Regions from separate parts of the Mus musculus genome. Here region 2 is linked to region 1. The links are chromatin contacts, called in public promoter capture Hi-C maps. All regions are on one chromosome and are shown on one strand. Each heading gives the region's core, a stretch centred on a gene start, on an enhancer-like site or on the middle of the called end of the contact. The rest is flanking DNA. Distances are from core to core; before and after follow the strand shown.

Region 1 (4,448 bases), core at 848-3,347:
CCTAAATAAAATGCCTTCCTCACAAATTCCGAGGAGTCTGAGGCTACAGTCCTGGGATGATACCCTAGAGCCAGTGTGACCGTCACTGGAGATGTCCCAAGGTTCTTGGGAAACTGGAAGTCTTCCCATGTGAAGATTTGGTTGCTGTGTGGTCTCATCACACACATTTTTAATTCTCTTTTAATTTTCATAAAGTGAAAAGGCAATCACAAGGACTTGGAGACGTGACACGGCGAGATGACTGAGCGGGTAAGTGTGCTGCTACCAAGGCCACGGACCTGAGTTCAAGCCTCATGTGGTGGAAGAAGAGTCTTGATTCCCACAAGTTATCTTTTGATCTCCACACAGGCTCGTGCATGGGTGCCCCCTCCCCCCCCCAGTAAAATAAAGTATTAAAAACCTAAAAATAACAACAACAAATCCCACAAAACCTTAAAAATATATAAATCACATAATTGAATGGAAGTCTGAATGGGCCAGAAAGAAACAGATTTTGGGGACTTGTTCTGTCCACTGGCTCCGATGATACTGGAAACAAAAGAGAATTTCCATTCTGAGTGATATAAAATTTAGCCAAAAGTGGAGCGAACAGACCACCCAAAACCAGGCATAAACTGAAAACTGCTGGCTTACCTGCTGGGGCGCTTGTCCATTAGGCTTCTCTGGGTGTTAAACCGCTCTTCCTGAAACAACAGCAAAGTGGAAAACTGAGGGATACCACATTTTCACAGTGGGATTGGGCAATGCCCAAGGAGGCATTTCCTGAGGGGCGCAGGACACTGACGTTGCTGTGGGGGTTTTAGCCTGCAACAGTGGGCCCAGGCAGGCAAGAGACAAGCCTGAGATTTGTTAGGCCTGACTTGGCAGCCCAGCTCCAGGCACTTAGCAATCAATTAACAATTAACCAACATCTCAGAGTTCCCATTTATAAAATGAGATTGTAATGAGATTTAAGCGGCATAACATGTAGACTTTTCATTGCACACTGGGCATGCTGGACTTGTTAATGCTATCTATCTACAACATCTGACTGTCTGAAGGCTTGGGTTCCCTTCAGAATTTAGACGTTGAAAACAATCCCCGGTGTCAAGGTGGGGCCTTTGGGATGTGAGTGGATCATGGAGGCAGGGTCCTTACAAAGATGCCCCAGGGCCCTTGGCTCTTCACCAAGCAAGATCACAAGAAGATGGTAATCTAGGGACTTAGCAGAGAGCAGTCTGTTAGGGCCTTGATCTTACTTAGACTTCCCCATCTCCAGAACTGTGAGACTGGGTTTCTGTTGTTGATAAACCATCCAGTCTAGGATGTTTTGTTATAGCAGCTTGAACATTTGACATGCTTGTAGGTAGTGTTAGTGAACACTGCATGGCTATATGCCTCCACACTGATGGGTACAGAGGCGAGCAGGAGGGAGGGAGGAAATGAATTTTCTTCTTAGGGACATATCAAGCTATGCTTTGACTAGTAAAAGTATAACCATTCAATAAAATACACGATTTAGAAAACATTTTTGCCTATAATGAAAATGATGTACAGGATTTAGAAGGCAAAGAAATGCTTAGCTTTGTACTTCTCTGTTTAGTAAAACACTCTACTATACACAGACACATGTTCAAGACATGCTTTTTATTCTACTCCCACGTAACTAATGAGATAATAAACTCTGACATACCATACTATACAATACTGGATGTCTATATACATCCAGTGGTTCAATTTCACATTCTGTTAGCTGTGTATTTTCACCCAGTGTTCATCTTTTTTATCTAATGTTTCTCTAAACATTGAAAACATCAATTGGATATCCCTAATCCGATTGCTCTTAATTTTGACTATACTGTTAATCATTTATCACCATTATTATGGGTACATAAGGACAATATGAGCCAGGCGAAGTGCACGCATTCAGGGAGCAAGCACGGCGACAAGAAAGCTTACACATAACTCAGAGAGATGGTCTGTCGTGCACAAGTAACACCGGACACATCCTGGGGAGGCGCTACACCGAGAGCTGAGCAGTTGAGGTGTTGACACTATCTGAGTCAGGCGGATGGGAAACCAGTGTGGGCCAGTTATGACCGGAAGGCCTTCAGGCAGAGCAGCGTGACAAAAGGGAAGTCAGCGGTGCTGTTTACTTAGCCAACAAAGAATCCTGAACTCCTGCTTTGTGTCAAGGTACCAGGAAGCTGCGGTAGCTGCTGTGCGGCTTACCCAATAGAGTGCCAACCTCCTGGGCGGTGGGATGAACATTCGGCATTCCTGATGTTTAAAGAGCAAGTCCCTGAAGACCCTGAGGGGCCAAAGGTTTACTTGAGGTCTGCTACACTCCAAGAAGAAAGACTGGAAGAGCAAAGACCCCAGTACGTGGGTGGGGAGAAAGGTCTGGGGCAAAAGAAGTAAAAGGAAGAGTGTAAATATTTGTGAGAGGGGGCCCCTGCAAGAGTTTCGTGCTGGGGACCCCGACCTTATTCCCTGGTGTGGTATCTCAGAGGAATTGATGATGTCTTGTTTTTGCTTTGAAAAAGATACTGAACTATCCACTGGAGGCTGCTCTTCAATGCCTACACGTGTACAGTGAGATGTTACTGAGCCAGGCTCCTGCTAAGGACTGAAAGCATGAAAGGTCAATAGGTCACTCTCCTGGACCCACCACAGAGCGCATCCCATGATGGGTAGACGAATATTAGAAATAGAGACGGAGCTTCATGGGGAATAGCTGGATGTAGGAGAATACAGCGGCAGGTGTGCTTAAGGGCTGACCCTTTGAGATAGCAGTAGCTAAAATACAAGGTTTAGTTATAAGGAGTGCTTACTGCTCTTCCAGAAGCCCCAAGCCGGGGTTGGGTTTCCAGCACCCACAATGCGTACCTAACGATTGCCTGTAACTTTAGCTTTAGGTGATCTATCTTCTGGCTTCAATGGGCGTCCTACACACAAGGAATACATGTGCACACAACTCACACGAATACAAAATAAAGGCACAGTGATTTTAAGCCAGGATCCACTACATGGGTGGTACCAGTCTTGTAAAGCAAAGCTCTCATCAAGCCCTTCGTGGGCAGGGAGCCTTGCGTGACTGTATGGCGCCTGTCAAGGTATTATGATCCTCAATTTTGCCTTTAAGGCTTCTTTATGCAATAGTCATAGTTTCCCCCGATTATTTTGGAAACTCTAATTCTATTTCCAGTCAGCCTGGTATTTTTGCTGTTTCAACCACGCCCATGATAGCCTGCCTCCAAGCTTTTATGCATATTATGTCTTTCCGGGCCTCCTTGCCCATCAATACTCTGAAAAATCCTCTTTTCATTGCAATGCATAAAGCTTAAAGATAAAACGTAAATAAGTAAGCTGAGACCTATCGATGTAGGTTACGGGCAAAGTGCTGTCAACCCTTCAGAATGTTCTAGAGCTACACGGTCCAATATGGTAAGTGCGGGCCACATGTAATTATTTTAATATAAATGACTGAGAATTAAGTAGAGTTAGGTGCTTGGTTCCCCAATGGCTTGGTTTCCTCCCAGAACATTTGAGGACATTAAACCCTATGAGGTCCCTTGTCTGTTGGGAAACAGTTTCATATTGTTTGGCATCCCGGGGTTACTGCCCACAGGATAGTATCTCTACACTGCTGTTTAGCTCTCAGGTGGAGCCTACGACCTCCACCTCCGAAGGGGTATTTTTTCCGACCCCTGCCCCCCGAGCACTGGCTCCCTATGGATGTGCTGGGGAAGGCAGCTAGCTAGCAGCTCCAAATCTGCACATCTTTAAAACAGCATTTTCTTTTGGAAAGATTGGTCTTGGCCTACATCCAGAAAGTTGCCTGGAATTCATCTCCCAACATCTCGGTGCCTTTGCTCCTTCAGCTGAGGTATACCGATCACAGGTGACTCAGGATCGGCAGGCGATCAGGTACAAATATTGCAGCTGCCATTCTTGTTGCTGCTCCTCACTGGCATGCAATGAGGAGGCAGGTCTATGGGAGTCCCTCTTCCGGAAGAGGGGTGGCACTCCTTACCTCTCCTGAACATTAGTACCCACTCTTCCGGTTTGTTTGTTAGTTGGTTTGTCATTACCAGAGAGCTCAAGTGCCTGTAATAGGAAGGGGCATTTCTGCATAAGCAAAGGTGAAGAGAAAGGTCGGAACATTTATAACGGCCTCGGGCATGCCAGACGCATGCGTACGTAGTTTCTTATCATTCCTTAAGCCCACCCTATGAGGCCTGGGGGCGTGGAAGGATGTGAGATTGGTGCCTGGAGAAGGGTTGTGGGTGGCAAAAAGGAGGCTGGGTAGGGCACAAATTTAGAAGATGGGCTCAGGTTAGGTGAGGAGGGGACCTGAATGCTATGCTAAAGCCGAACCATGAGATTGGTAGTCTCTAACTGGTGGCACCGCGCTGGCTCTGGTGGGCATGACAGAGGTGAACTGAGCCAGCCGTGACTTAATTGTA
Region 2 (4,670 bases), core at 286-2,785, 220 kb before region 1:
GTACCCCGAAACCATCTTTAAATGAGATTAGCCCTGAGTTAGTTAGAACGGGCTATTTCATAGGCCAGTGAGTTCTTAGTGACCAATGTGTCCAGGTTAAATTAAGTACTCTTCGATAATCACAAACAGAGCATCAAAAAGACGTGAATTAATTGTCATAAGAAATTATAACCTCTACTGCTGAGGCAAATAGTAGAGGAGTTTTCCTCCAGTCTCCGGCCTACTTCTTTGAGATCGTCTTCACTCATATGCATCTGCGCCTTAACCAAAGCAGGGTAGTTTTAAGGTGCCACTAGGCTTACCCTTCATACCCAAAGGAGCAGCAGCAAGAGTGTCAATGCCTCAGTAAAGGGGACAACAGGGATGTGACCGACCAAGCCACATGCTAGTGCTCCATCAGGGAAGGCCACCCACAGCTGGAGTGGCAGCCAGAGCGGACCATTCCAGAAGTCCTCTCTCCTTCACTTCTGGGATGGCCCCTAAGATGTTAAAGTTGCATCTGCTGCTTTCCTGAAATGTTCTCTGCCCCGAGCATCCTCGTGTCCCACGGGAAGCATCACTCCAGGGTAGAGGGTTTCTAGGGATGACGCCAGTAGGTGGATGATGGAATAAGATCACTCTCCACTTTGGTTTCAAAGGCCTCCTGGGCTGGAGAGATGGCTCAGTGGTCAAGAGCACTGACTGCTCTTCTAGAGGTCCTGAGCTCAATTCCCAGCAACCACATGGTGGCTCACAACCATCTGTAATGGGATCTGATACCCTCTTTTGGTGTGTCTGAAGACAGCTACAGTGTACTCATATGCATAAAATAAATAAATCTTAAAAAAAAAAGGACTCATTATTATGTGCATTCATGAGGCCCACTCTCAGAAGAGTTCCGTTGTTCTAGCAGAAAAGTGGGCCACGGTGGCCATTGAACTTACTTAAGCCTAATTTCTCCATTTCAGGAAATTAGATAGAGTTGAATATAGGGGGAAAGGTTCAAGGTTAATCTTCAATCCAGAGAAGCCCCACACCTCACAGTAGGTGTGACAAATGGGATTATCCAAATACGGCCATGGCAATATATACCCCCACCAGGTGCCACTGACCTTCTGTTTAGACAGACAGAACTCAGTGGGGATTAGTTATTTTGTTTGGGTCACAGCTCATTTATAAATGCCAATACAGATTCCGGTCCGCATATTCGTGTTCATATTCCCTGCCATCACCTTAGTCAATGGGTCTGTATAATAACAAAATCTCCACAAGGGGCTCTGTCTTTGTTATATCCATTCACTATGCCTGACACACAGTGGGCATTCAATAAACTTGTTGCATGGCTGGCTGGGTGAATAGAAGGCTGATGGGTTATAAATAAGGACTGAACAAGCCTCATTTTGTAAATTAAATGGTGGTCACTTTCTCTCTTTGGTCAGATCCAAAGACATATCCAGAACTAAAACAAATTAAACCTATCAGGACTCAGGGAGATGCCCCAGGAGTAACAGCACTCACAGACTGACTCATGGTACCTGTGTGGTCTGGATGATGGTCAGGTCATTCATTCGAGAAATCCCTGCTCCCATAGGCGCTCGAAGGCCAGCTGTCCCAAACTCCATCCGGGCCCCAAAGCATTTCCGCAGCTCTTCTTTATTACCTCCAGCAATGAGCTGTTTCACTGACTCAGAGGTTAAAGGGTTCTGAAAGAAAGACATGGATGTACCAGGCACAGCTTGGTTAAGAAAAAGACAGAAAATCTGCAAGGTAGACCATGCCCTCAACACACACACACACACACACACACACACACACACACACACACACACACATCTCACCTCTATGAAAAACCTGTATAAACAGAGGCTTTTGCATTTCCTGGTGTTTTTGAAATCTGAGCTAAGGAATTTGATGTAAGATGTATTCTCTGTCCTACTGAGGGAACAGTTTTAGAGAAAATGAACTAGATGCTGTTTTAGGACAGACATCTAACTCGCTCAGGGAGATCTCAGATCATTTGCTTACCAACCCCGTGCTTGAGAAGGCTAGAAAGTTTCCCAAGAACCTATTTTCCCCATCTGTAAAAGGGGAACCAGCTAGAACCTCTCTTGCATATTTTTCAAGGTTTGAAATGACTTCGTCTTGGTCTGACACTGAGTTGTGATGTTCATCTCCTTCCCTAAGGTCCTCAAACTGTTCCAGGGTGGTAGGTCAGTCAGTACAATCGAGACCGTACTTTTGTAGTGCTTTATAATTCTTACAAAGTGTTCCCTTTGTATCTGGTCGTGTTTCAATGACTCTAAGTCAGGTCAATAATAGCTGATGGTTTTGGTAGTATTTTACACTACAGAAATTGAATGGCTTGCTTAACTGCATGGTGAACATTAGCCTAGTGCTTTTTCTATTACCTTAATTGCAAACAGATAAGGACATGAATCATTTATGTACACTTGCCTTGTTTTCTTCACAGAACGATTGCTGGAGATGTGAAGATTGGAGAATTACCTAACTCCACATGGACTTTTACATTAAGAATTGAGGGAAGGCTGGAGTGAAGCACTTCTAATCGTCACTCCCCAAAATGAACACTGGGCAAGATAAGGCCCCATAATTAAACTTTGAAATGTGGTCGCCATAAAACCTTGGCTTCAATCAAGCCTATAGTTCCAGATAGTTCCAGCTTCAACAGGAACTGGGACCAACCTTTTGATTAACACTAGATTCCAACCCCAGAGAACCATCTTACCCATTACACCGGCAGGTGCCCCCAAGGCAAGGCTCAGAGCTGTCATACAAAGGGAGCACAACAAACATCTGCTGAGTGGCTGAGACAACACAGACTTCCTGGCCACACCCAATATCCAGGGCGTCTCTGAGGCCTACTGTGGATTTCAAAAGTCTTAACTGGTCTTGGATTGCTAGAAAAGACTCAGCAGCCTGAGAGAACAAAGCAAAGAGATAAAGAAAAGTCAAGAAGAGAGCAGCAGAGATAAGGGTCAGACCTGGGGGTGAAGGAAAACGGACAGAAGAGGGAGGCACAGGGGAGGGGATATAATAACCATGCAGAGAGCACAACTAGAGTCCTTGCCAGCATGGGTGGCTCTGCAACCTTTTAGCTGGTGGGAGGTCCCCTGAAGAATGAATAGGTCCTTCCCAGAGAGGCACCCATCTCCAGTTAAAGGAACTGAGAGGGGCTAAAGTCAGCTCCATCAGTTAACTGCTGGCTATGCAAGCTTTAAGACCCAAGCTCAAGTCCCCGGCATGCACTAGCCAGCCCGGCCAAGCAGAGCTCATCTGTAAATCTAATGCTGGAGGTAGACAGACTATGTATGCATAGAGTGGGTGGTTCAGACAATTTAGAATTTAGCCAATCGGCTCCTCGTTCAATGAGAGTATGCTTGGGCCAAGGAGTGGCACTATTAGGAGGCCTCGTTGGAGGAAGTGTATCACTGTGGGGGTGGGCTTTGGGGGATCTTCCTCCTAGATGCCTGGAAGACAGCTTCTGTTTGCCTGCAGAACAAGATGTAGAACTCTTAGCTCCTTCACTAGCACAGTGCCTGCCTACATGCGGCCATGCTTCCTATTATGATGATAATGGACTGAACCTCTGAAACTGTAAGCCAGCCCCAATTAAATGTCCTTTATAAGAGTTGCCTTGGTTATGGTGTCTCTTCACAGCAACAACTAACTCTACCCTAGCTAAAGCAGAATGAATGAGGAAGGTACTTTCAGCCTCTGGCCTCTCTGCACAAACATGCACCACAGGTGCCCACACAGCTACACACAAGCACATGAACACAGACACAGCCATACACCACAAAGACACACCTCGGATTGGGAAAAGAACATTGAAGCATCTCCAGAGGAGAAAAGGACAAGTTTCCACGGAGGTACCGTGGACATCCAAGACAGATTCCATGTTCTACAGTAATTACATTTTCTGCTCACTTCTGAGCCCATCTGTGAAGTACCTTCTGAAGACCAATAGATCCCAGGCTCTGATGGGATCAAAGGGTCCCTCCTTTGATGGATCCATAATATGCCGGGATTATGAGGAGGTGACAAATGGTGGGAACTGGGAGCAAGTTGGAGAATCGAGGATACTGGGACTTGTCACAGGATGGTATATTTCCTCAATGGCCTCTTCCTGTATTCCCCCTTTCTCTGCTCCTTAGCCAACAGCTCTGCTACTCCTTTCTACCATGAAGGATAAGAGCATCTCAGAGTGTGAGCAGAGCAGTTCTTTCCCGCCCCTTCAGTCTCTGTCAGACACTTAGTCAAGTGGTACAAGAGCCCAATAACACACACAAGACTTCTTAGCTGAGGTGTTAGGACAGCTACACAATGCAAGTTATTAAGTGATCAGAAATGGAAACAGTTTCCTCCCCTTAAACATCCTGGAATGCTTTATGTTTCCAGGAAAAAAAAAATCCACAACAAAGCAAAACAAAACCTCCCATGAGGCGCTAGCACTGCCATCCTGTTTCCAGGATGGCCTGACTATTCATTTTCTAGGTGTGAGCGAGCAAAGGCCTCTGCTGAGCCTTCCAGCCTCTATCCAGTCACCAAATGTTTCAGGGACCAACTATAGACATGCAGTACGGCACTACGGTACTACGGTACTATAGACCACGGAAAGCAGCAGAGACACACAGCACCAGCTACATAATTTTCAGGGGGGGCCAGTGCAC

The links. Promoter capture Hi-C pulls out the DNA fragments that hold promoters and counts their contacts.
Region 2: a promoter capture Hi-C map of trophoblast stem cells shows a contact between it and region 1, with 2.7 times the contacts expected there. The contact joins two enhancer-like sites. A contact is called at or near these places in 14 of 39 promoter capture datasets (the 3T3-L1 cell line, the C10 cell line, embryonic stem cells and 6 more), 1 of 115 datasets of contacts at active chromatin or transcription factors (embryonic stem cells) and 3 of 9 other capture datasets (adipose tissue, liver and pancreatic islet).

What each region holds. Positions count from the first base shown.
Region 1 is chr5:63,872,685-63,877,132 of GRCm38.p6, reverse strand. 0610040J01Rik (RIKEN cDNA 0610040J01 gene) reads right to left here. Exons shown (of 4, transcript NM_029554.4): 2 at 634-683. Among named protein-coding and RNA genes, the nearest start is that of 0610040J01Rik, 62 kb to the right of the region's middle. Within about 2 kb of position 2,097, at least 59 of the 459 cell types and tissues checked have an H3K27ac peak or open chromatin away from gene starts, as enhancers often do. A contact at or near this core is called in trophoblast stem cells, where this site is marked.
Region 2 is chr5:64,093,991-64,098,660 of GRCm38.p6, reverse strand. Pgm2 (phosphoglucomutase 2) reads right to left here. Exons shown (of 14, transcript NM_025700.3): 2 at 1,515-1,682. Among named protein-coding and RNA genes, the nearest start is that of Pgm2, 3.4 kb to the right of the region's middle. Within about 2 kb of position 1,535, at least 4 of the 459 cell types and tissues checked have an H3K27ac peak or open chromatin away from gene starts, as enhancers often do. A contact at or near this core is called in trophoblast stem cells, where this site is marked.